2 separate regions of the Triticum aestivum genome follow, and region 2 is linked to region 1. Evidence: chromatin contacts called from public Hi-C data. All regions are on one chromosome and are shown on one strand. The core of a region is the stretch at or near the end of the contact, and the rest is flanking DNA. Distances in the headings are between cores, read along the strand shown.

The links. A called contact is a pair of places that touch in the nucleus more often than the background predicts.
Region 2: a Hi-C map of leaf shows a contact between it and region 1, with 10 times the contacts expected there. The contact joins the promoter of LOC123165657 here to the promoter of LOC123169985 in region 1. A contact is called at or near these places in 3 of 5 Hi-C or Micro-C datasets (all in leaf).

Annotation. Positions count from the first base shown.
Region 1 is chr7D:234,465,743-234,470,590 of IWGSC CS RefSeq v2.1, forward strand. LOC123169985 (pentatricopeptide repeat-containing protein At5g18390, mitochondrial) reads left to right here and starts at 2,077. Exons shown (of 2, transcript XM_044587834.1): 1 at 2,077-3,547. The coding sequence starts at 2,120. The coding sequence ends at 3,499. It overlaps LOC123169987 (60S ribosomal protein L32-1), which reads right to left and starts at 2,034. Exons shown (of 4, transcript XM_044587836.1): 1 at 1,843-2,034; 2 at 1,647-1,743; 3 at 236-417; 4 at 1-147. The coding sequence starts at 1,736. The coding sequence ends at 18.
Region 2 is chr7D:234,781,702-234,786,549 of IWGSC CS RefSeq v2.1, forward strand. It overlaps LOC123165657 (70 kDa peptidyl-prolyl isomerase-like), which reads left to right and starts at 2,346. Exons shown (of 13, transcript XM_044583349.1): 1 at 2,346-2,665; 2 at 3,852-3,938; 3 at 4,473-4,733; 4 at 4,814-4,848. The coding sequence starts at 2,473.

The sequences.
Region 1 (4,848 bases), core at 827-3,326:
TAGTTCTGACAGACAGTCTACTCATCCTCCTGGCTGCGGAGCCTGGCAAGCTTGTTCGTAACCACGATGTCGAGCTGCGCGGCACGCTCAACAATGTCCTTGCGCTTCTTTGTGGAGACGTTGTGGGCAATCTCCGCACAGTAGGTCCTGGTTGCAAGAAACAAGGCATATTACGTTTAGCATGACCATAATAGCGGAAGACAGCAGTGTACAAGGCATGATAAACACCCATTACCTGTTGTGCATCATAAGCAGCTCCAGCTCAGACACATTGTGGACAACAAACTTCTTGAACTTGTTGGGAAGGTAATGCCTGGTCTTCTTGTCAGAACCGTAGCCAATGTTGGGCATCAAGGTGCATCCCTTGAACTTTCTCCTGACACGGGAATCAATGCCCTTTGGCCTGCGCCAGCTTTGCTACAATCAAAAATGAAAATATTGTTCAGTTTAAGCACAACATTACACAATAAACAAGAGGACAGGTCCAGAAGAGATGAAAAGACAAGATTCAACACATACAAAATACCAAACAACCTAGGATCACCTGCGCCTTGTGGACTCTAAAATGGACAATAATAATTTTATGACATTCAGAAACAATGGTAAACTACAAGCAGCTACCATCCTACACAATAAGTTTCCTAGCCATACTTGTACCATCGGACAACACACAAATAATTATAATCGAGCAAAGCAACAAATCACTTGCTGGCTTTGGTTGTATGGGGGTATACTTGCACCAAAAAAAGATCATAGAACACAAAATAGAAGAATAACAAGCCAAGAAAATGCTGCTCAGCTCAAGGTCACATAACAGTGTAGAAGTAGTTAAGCTGAAAGGATCAGACAGAAGGTACTAATCATGCAGAAAACATGACTTCTTGAGCGCACATTTGGAAACAAGTGTTGGGAGAAGTCTAAGCAAAGCATTCATACTTAGAATGAAGCCCACGCCTTTTTTTAATTCATCCCACTTCATGAAGACATGAATAAATTGCTGTAGAAGAGGTTGCGACAGCCACAGTACTATACTAATGCAAGGGCTAGGGCCCTCTTCATTCAACCAAATATTCGCTCAAGAAGATGTTTTCTTACTCAGACCTTTTACTAAGCCATCACTTCCTTTCTTCAAGGAGTCATCAATAAAACAACAAGGTAAAACGAAAACACAAATGCCCAGCTAAGTGTCTGCTATAATCTTTTAACCTAATGTTCATTGATAATTTGATGTACAAGCACAACAAACAATTTCAATTTAAACATGCATCGTTCAGTTATCTACTTTGTGCTTGTTCACATCCTAAATGGTTTCCACCTTCAGAAAACACAACAAATTTCTACAGCAACATACGCTTCGTGCTGAATCAACGACTCCAACACAAACCATTTCACAGTAACATAGCCTAAGCCGAAGTGGTAAATTTGGCATACAGCGACTACGAATCACAAGTTAATAATACTAAAAAACGCCACAGACCTCCAGATACTACAGCAGGCCATGAACCACGGTGAACTTTGAAAGTTGAAACTACAACATGCGTAACAATCGGGATCTAGAACCGGGTCAAATCAACTGCACGAAGCAATCAAGACATGAGGCACTTGCAACATCCACTGCATAGAAGTCTGGCAGAAGCGGTCGATACCTTGAGGCCAATGTAGCGGTCGCTATGGGCCCTCTTGAAGTGCTTGACCCTCTTCTTCACGATCTTCCTGGTCAGAAGCGGCACCGCCATCTCTGATCTGTCGGGCAAAACCAGCAGAAGGAGTTTGAATCAGACGACGAGGATAAAATCACCCGGGAAAACGAGGTGCGAGCTCGTCTGCGAGCTTGCTTGCTACCTTAGGGAGCGAACGACCCTAACCCTAACACAGAGAGAGGTGCAAGAAGAGCGGCGGCGGGGCTGGAATTGCAAGGCGACGCAGTCTTTATACCCTCCACAAACCCTAGTTACATGGGCTCGAATGGGCCAGTGCGGTCTAGCCCGAAAAATAGAAAGTTAAGCCCGGTACATTGCAATAACTTGCCCAGTTGCAGAATGGGCCTCCGTTTCTAAGCCCAGCTCCACCGTTAGCTCCCGAATCTCGGTGTGGCCGCGGCGCCGAGGGGAGGCGAGAAATGTCGTCCTCCGTCTCCGCCGCCGTTCTCCGCCGCCTCGGCGACCGGCTCGGCCTCCGCCGACTCGCGACGCTCCCCGACTACGCGGCCGGCGCCGAGGAGCTTCCGCAGCACCCCACCTCCAAGGACGCCTACTTCGCGGCGGTCAACCACCTCTCCACCATCGTACGGCGCGACTTCTACCTGGAGCGCACCCTGAACCGCCTCCGCCTGCCGTCCCCCTTCCCGCCGGACCTCGCGCTCCGCGTCATCCGCGCCGCTGCCCCCTCCGAGCCCCTCCACGCCGCCCGCTTCCTAGCGTGGCTCCGGGCGAAGCCCAATTTCTCCCCCTCCGCCGATCACTTCGACGCGCTGCTCCTCCCGCTCGCCCGCGCGCGCCTCTTCACCCACCTCTGGACCCAGGCCTCCGACATGCGCGCGCTCGGCCTCCCCCTCTCTCCGGCAACCTTCTCGGCGGTTATCTCGTCCTACGGCCACTCCCGCCTCGCCGAGCAGGCCGTCGAGGTCTTCAATCGCCTTCCCCACTTCGGGTGCCCGCAGACCACCGAGGTCTACAACGCCCTTCTGGACGCGCTCTGCGCCAACGGCAACTTCGCCGGCGCCTACAAGCTGCTACGCCGCATGGCGCGCAAGGGCGTGGCCCCCGACCGCGCCACGTTCAGCACGCTCGTCGACGCCTGGTGCGCGTCGGGGAAGCTCCGGGAGGCGCAGGCGTTCCTCGACGACATGTCGTCCCGCGGGTTCCGGCCGCCGGTGCGCGGTCGGGACCTCCTCGTCGACGGGCTCGTCCGAGCTGGGCGCCTGGAGGAAGCCAAGGCATTCGCCCTCCGCATCACCAAGGAGGGCGTCCTCCCCGACGTGGCCACATTCAACTCGCTCGCCCAGGCGCTTTGCGATGCAGGTGATGTGGAATTCGCCGTGGGTCTTCTTGCCGATGCTTCCAGTCGTGGCATGTGCCCAGATATCTCAACTTACAAAGTGATGCTACCGGCGGTGGCCAAGGCTGGCCGAATTGAGGAGGCATTCAGATTGTTCTATGCAGCTATTGAGGATGGCCACCGGCCCTTCCCAAGTCTATATGCGGCGATCGTCAAGGCGCTCTGCAAGGCAGGTCGTTTCGCTGATGCTTTCGCCTTTTTTGGTGATATGAAGTCCAAGGGGCACCCACCTAATCGGCCTGTGTATGTGATGCTTGTCAAAATGTGTGTGAGGGGTGGTCGGTTCTTGGATGCTGCAAACTACCTTCTTGAGATGAATGAGGCTGGGTTCGCGCCACGGGCGCCAACCTTTAACGTTGTAGTTGATGGGCTGCGGCATCTTGGGAAACATGACCTAGCCCGGAGGATGGAGCAGCTTGAGATGTCACTAAAAGGAAACTGAATGGATCCGGAAGTAGATGCATTCTGGTGGGGCGCTGCGAATTGCTTGGTAATGTTTCTGAATTTCCAGGCAGGGCTCCTATCTTCTAATTGTATTTCATGACATAGGCCGCCAGTGCTATGCTGTTGGACTGTGACTGATATGCTTGGCAAGTGATTTACTTGTTTTCGGTAGGAAGAATCAATGAATAAGGCCATCAGATAGCCTCAACTAATGTGCTCAAAATTGTGCAGTGTTGGTTCACAAGAAAAGTAGTGGTGGAGTAGGCACTAAGTTCAGAGGAAGGTAAGTTTTGTGGTTGCATGGATAAGATTATTGAAATATCCATGATCCATTGGTGTTTGACCAGGTGTTTTCACTGTTCAATTTAGAACCAACTCTGCGCTCCATGATAGTTCAGTATAAAGATTGGACCCATGCTACCTTGTATGATCTAAAAGTGTATTGTTGAGATGTCACTAGAAGGAAACTGAATGAACCAGGAATTAGATGCCGTCTAGTGGGGTGCTGTGAATTGCATGGTAAAGGTTCTGAATTTTCAGGTAGGATTCCTGTCTTCTGATTGTATTCTGTGACATAAAACAATGTTATGCTGTTGGACTGTTGGATATGCTGGTCAAGTGATTTATTTGTTTTGGGTAGGAAAGATCAGTGAATAAGATCATTGGATAGCCTCAACTAATGTGGTCAAATTTGTATAGACGAGTATAGTGAAGGTTAACAAGAAGAGTAGTGGTGGAATATGCAGTAAGTTGAGAGGAATTTAAGTTTTGTGGTTGCATAGATTAGATTATTGAAATATCCACTGCCCCATCAGTGTTTGACTAGGTGGACCAGGTGCTTTCACTGTTGAATTTAGAACCAACTCTGTGATCCATGAGAATTCATGTAGAATAAAGATTGGAGCCATGCTACCTTGTACGATTTGAAATTGTGTTGTAGAGATAGGGCTGACTACAGATAGTGTTTGCTAACCTCAAGGCAAAATCACTTACCATTGAAAGGTTGAGGTACCTGTGTTGTCTTCTGGACAGAAGAACAACACTGTCTGGAATAAGTATGAGTCTTAATGAGGGGAGATTTCAAATTTTTGAGATTGACAGTGCTCCGCCTTTTTGTAGAATGCACATTTGCGAAGACAAAGTGATACTGAAAATGGTTAGCTGTTTGAAGTGTTCAAATCAGTTTATGGTCGAAGTGTTTCGTTGGCCATGCACAACCGTGCATCAGTTTTAAGATAGTTTGGTAGTAATTGCAATTGATTCATACATGTCCTGCACCACAGCACCGACACTCTTCTTTAAGGATGAACATGTGAGAATGGCCCCAGTGAATCAGCATACTGCATG
Region 2 (4,848 bases), core at 1,096-3,595, 320 kb after region 1:
AACACCATTCATTTGGGCCATCCTCTCATCCTTCCTGCAAAAGACAGATCTGCAACTTACAATTTTGTTTATGATAAATTCAAATCTAGGTTAAGTGCTTACAAAGCCAACATGCTTTCACATGCTGCTAGACTAACACTTTTCAAATCTGTTTTCTCATCTATCCCTATCTACTATATGTCCAATGTCCTCTTTTCAAAAAAGTTTATAGCGAACTCATGACCATTATAAGAAACTTTTGGTGGACGGTTGTGAAGGAAGATCAAGTTGCAAGAAGTCTTTGTCTTAGAGCTTGGGCTGATGTTTGTATAAAAAACAAATTGATGGCTTGGGAGTTAGAAATTTGCAGGCTATTAATCAAGGACTAATACTTTTGGCGGCTTGGAGGTTAGCAAAGGAACCCCAAAGTCATCTTGCCCTCATCCTCAAGGCGACGTACCACAATGACACGTCCATTTGGAGAGCTAAGCCAAATATTCCAAAATCTGCTTTTTGGATACCAATTCTCAAGGTGAGACCTCTTCTGATTTCGGCCTCATTTTACCAAATTGTTGACGGCAATAGTTCCATTTGGAGTTCCCCTTGGTTCTCTCAATGGCAAAGTATTTATGATAATTTGATTATTCAACAATCTCTTTTTGTTTATCCTGCTACAGTTAAGGACCTTTGGATTCTGAACCAGAAAACTTGGAACGTGGATTTAATCAACTCTTTGTTCACTTCACATACTGCCAATGTTGTTCTACAAACTCCAATTATTAGTTCTTCGGGGCAGGATGTCCTTGTTTGGAAACTAGCACCTGCACGTGCTTGCTCTTCAAAAAGTGCTTGCAAACATTGTTTCAATAATCTTGCTCTACCGGCTAACCAGGGACCAAAAATAGTTCCCCGGAAGATTGTTGCTCTTCTTAGTCAGGTATGGCAAGGAAAACAAATGGTGCCAAGAGTTCAAACTTTTGCTTGGAGGCTTCTTCACCGAGCTCTTCCCACTGGTAAAAGGGCAAGTAAGTTCTCCTAACATATTGTAGAAGAATGTGTTAGATGTGCTACTTTAGAAGATGAAATGCACATGTTTTTTCTATGCCATTTCTCTAAAGCTGCATGGTTCTCCTCTCCTTGGTTCATTAGAACAGAGGTCATTGCAGCAAATCATCATTCAACTCCTCAAATAATTTAGCCTTTGCTCACTTCGGCTCATCCCCATATCAAAGTCACTAGTTTATACACTTTTTTGTGGTCTATTTGGAAGGCAAGAAATGATGCTTTATTTGGTAGAAAATTGTGCAAACCATCACATGTGTTCTCTGTAGCTAATGCAATCATGCAGGACTCAAAGCTTGAAGATATGTTTTTGACTCCTCACGAACATCGCTCCACTCGCTCGGTAGACCAACAGGTAGTGCCACAACGGGATATTTTTCTGCTTGCGGGTAATGCCATCTTTTATGATGCTGCTTGAAAAAATGAAGGAAATGTCCAATCATCTCCAGTGGGCATTGGCGTCATCACCCAAACTGGAGGCAATCAACATTGCCAACAACTGCATGTCTCTGCTTTGTCTCCACCAGCATCGACTCCCCTCCAGGCTGAAGCATTTGGATTGCATCCTGCTACCATGCTAGCTGAAGCACTTCATTTACAAGAACCATATTTCTACACGGATAGTTTTGTCTCGGCATCAGCGACAAAGGCGACACCCATCTTCAAGGATGCAGGCCATTGGAGCATTAGGCCCACCCTTGCGGCCATTCGGTCGTCCCCAGCTTTCCATTCCAGCAGGACCAATCATGTCAATAGGCACTATAATATTAGGCCTCACCATCAGGCAAAACTAGCTCTCAAAATTCAGAATATGCCTCTCACTGTTAGGTGTCTTTCTTCAGACACAGGTCTTTACCTTGGTAGGATGTTATTTCCATGTCAAGTGTGAGCACATTCACACTCCTCTATGTAAAGTGTTGCTAATGAAATAAAAAACTTGTTATGTTAAAAAAAAGATATTTGAGCTCATATTATGGAAAGAGGGCATATAAAGTATTTATGAATCTGATAAATCTTATAACCCAAAGGTCTTTCTAAAAGGTCCTTTGAATTAAAATTTCTCCAAACTTCATAGAAAATCCTACAATATGGAGAGGCTGCGAAAGACAAGCTTTAAACGCATGGCCTTTGCGTGGGGATTTGAATTTGATGAAACGTAACTACGTGATCACACTCAAAAGGGAGGATTCCGAATTTACGATGCTACCCACCAAATCTGGAAGCAGCCGCTGCCGTTCACTTTCCATTTCTAATTTCCCCCGGAACACTCTAGAAGCCCAATTTGGTTCTCTTCTTTAAACCCTGACCCTCATCATCACCCCCTCGTGCTCTCTCTTTCTCTCGCTCTCGAACCTTCCGAAGTCCAAACCCTAGCGAGCTCCCTTCCGCCTCCCCCAAGACACAAACCTCAGATCCCACCCATCCCACGCCATGGACGACGACTTCGACATCCCCGCGGGCGACGACCTGATGATGGGGGACGGGATGGGTGACTTCGGCGGCGCCGAAGGGCCGGGGATGAAGGTGGGCGAGGAGAAGGAGATCGGGAAGCAGGGGCTTAAGAAGAAGCTGCTCAAGGAGGGCGAAGGGTGGGACACCCCCGAGGTCGGCGACGAGGTCGAAGGTATCCGCACTACTACTGCTACAGTTTTCCTCTCAAATCGCAGATGTTGCCATGTCGCAGTTCGATCCAATCCTTGTCCCGCTTTAGGATTAAGATGGAGTGTTGAGTGGTGCGGAGCTAGTGGACAAATTAGGAGAAAAACTTGTACGAGTAGACAACTTGTCTCACGCTGTATAGTGTGTCAATTTTGAATCGATGCTGTGATGCGTGAAAGGCCAGTTCGCTCCTCTGGAATCAGTGAGGTGCCTTTTGGTGGGACGCGGAGTTAGTGGTGAAACTAGGAGAAAATTGCATACGACGTCTCTCATGCTGTCATCTGTGAAGTTCGAATCATTTTTGTGACATGGTCTGTGAACTTTTGAAATTACTAAGATGTTTTACTGTGGGATGCGTAGTTAGTGGTGAAACTAAGTACAGTAGTAAATTGCAGACCGCTTCGCTCATGCTGTCATCTGTGAAGTTTGAATCGTTTCTGTGACATTGTCTGAAGTTCCAATCATTTATGTGACATTATGCTAGTTCGATCCTTGAGGTGTTCAAGCATCGTTCGTTGTTGCTAGCTCTACCACATGGTTATGACCTGCTGTGGAAAGTGTACTTATGACTAACTTTTTTGTTGGCGGATAGCGCTTGAATAATGAGATGACGAGAGTTTTTTTTAACGGAGGTGCTCATTAGGGGAATTTATTATTTTTGCTGTTGCTGCTGTGTTACTTATTGTTCCACGCCTGAACAGATTATGTATACTAGCAAATTGCCAGTGCGTTATGATGGATCCAAAATAGACTGGTACACGTTCACAAACTTGGAAAAAAGAAACATACTATTTTTGGTATATATCACTAAAAGTATGTTAGGTTTCACCAAAATCTATTCCTCTTACTTCTTTGGACGAGGTGGGGGAGGGATGGGGCTGATCTGGAGATACTGAGGGGTTTTCTGCAAATGTGTAGCAGAATGGCAGGGATCTTTTTCAAAATTACCAGAAGTTACCTCACATGCATTGGATGCAGATCGGATGGTAAAAAAGGACCGATGACAGAAACGCCATCAACACCAACTGAGTTTTATCTGAATGTATATTTATATTTATGTATTTATAGGAGTGTATAAACTGCTTCATCCTGTTGGCTGAGGATCTGGATAAGTAATATTTGGCTGATGTACAATTGTGTTGATATTTCAGTCCATTACACTGGCACCCTCCTTGATGGTAAAAAATTTGACTCCAGCCGTGACCGTGATGACACATTCAAGTTCAAGCTGGGACAAGGTTCATTTCTTCCTCCCTTTATTTTTATTATACATACATGTATTCTCGTTTTTGGATGAAAGGTCTTGTAAACGATTTGATTGTGAACAGTGTGCTGCACATGTTTACCTTTGGCTGGTGCGGTACACAGAATTATGGGGTTTCTTGTAGTTGATTAAACTGGGTAATTATTAAACGATCCTTCATTTGACAGGCAAGTTTGTTTGGGGCCTTTAGTGTGCTTGTGTGCTAAACAACTCCCCGTGAGCATTTGAGCTTTAGTAATGTGCACAAGGCCATCACCATTCATGAACAAATACTGGACTGTAGTTGCTTGACAAAAGTTGCTGATGACCGACTGAATGCTAGTTCAGCAAATTTTAGTGCCAATGGGGAGTAATCTTGTTCTTTGTTTAGTCATGCTCATCATTTATTATAACAAGTTAATTGCCGCAAGTTTGTTTCTATATGCTCCATGATGTTGGGAACTTGGGATTGCACATTCTAGTGTATGTTTGTTACTCAGTTGCTAATTTGTTGCCAACTTATGTCCAGGTCAAGTAATAAAGGGATGGGATCAAGGCATCAAGACCATGAAGAAAGGGGAAAATGCTCTTTTCACCATTCCTCCTGAATTGGCTTATGGTGAATCTGGTTCACCTCCAACTATTCCGGCCAATGCCACGCTGCAGTTCGATGTTGAGCTGCTTTCTTGGACCAGTGTCAGGGACATTTGCAAAGATGGTGGCATATTCAAGAAGATATTGAAGGAGGGAGATAAATGGGAGAACCCAAAGGATCCTGATGAAGTATTTGGTAATCTTTGCTAACTGAAACAGCTTCCTATCGCATGTATTCCCCTTATTTGTGTAACTGACCTTTCTTGTATTGTATAGTGAAATATGAGGCTCGGCTCGAGGATGGTACTGTT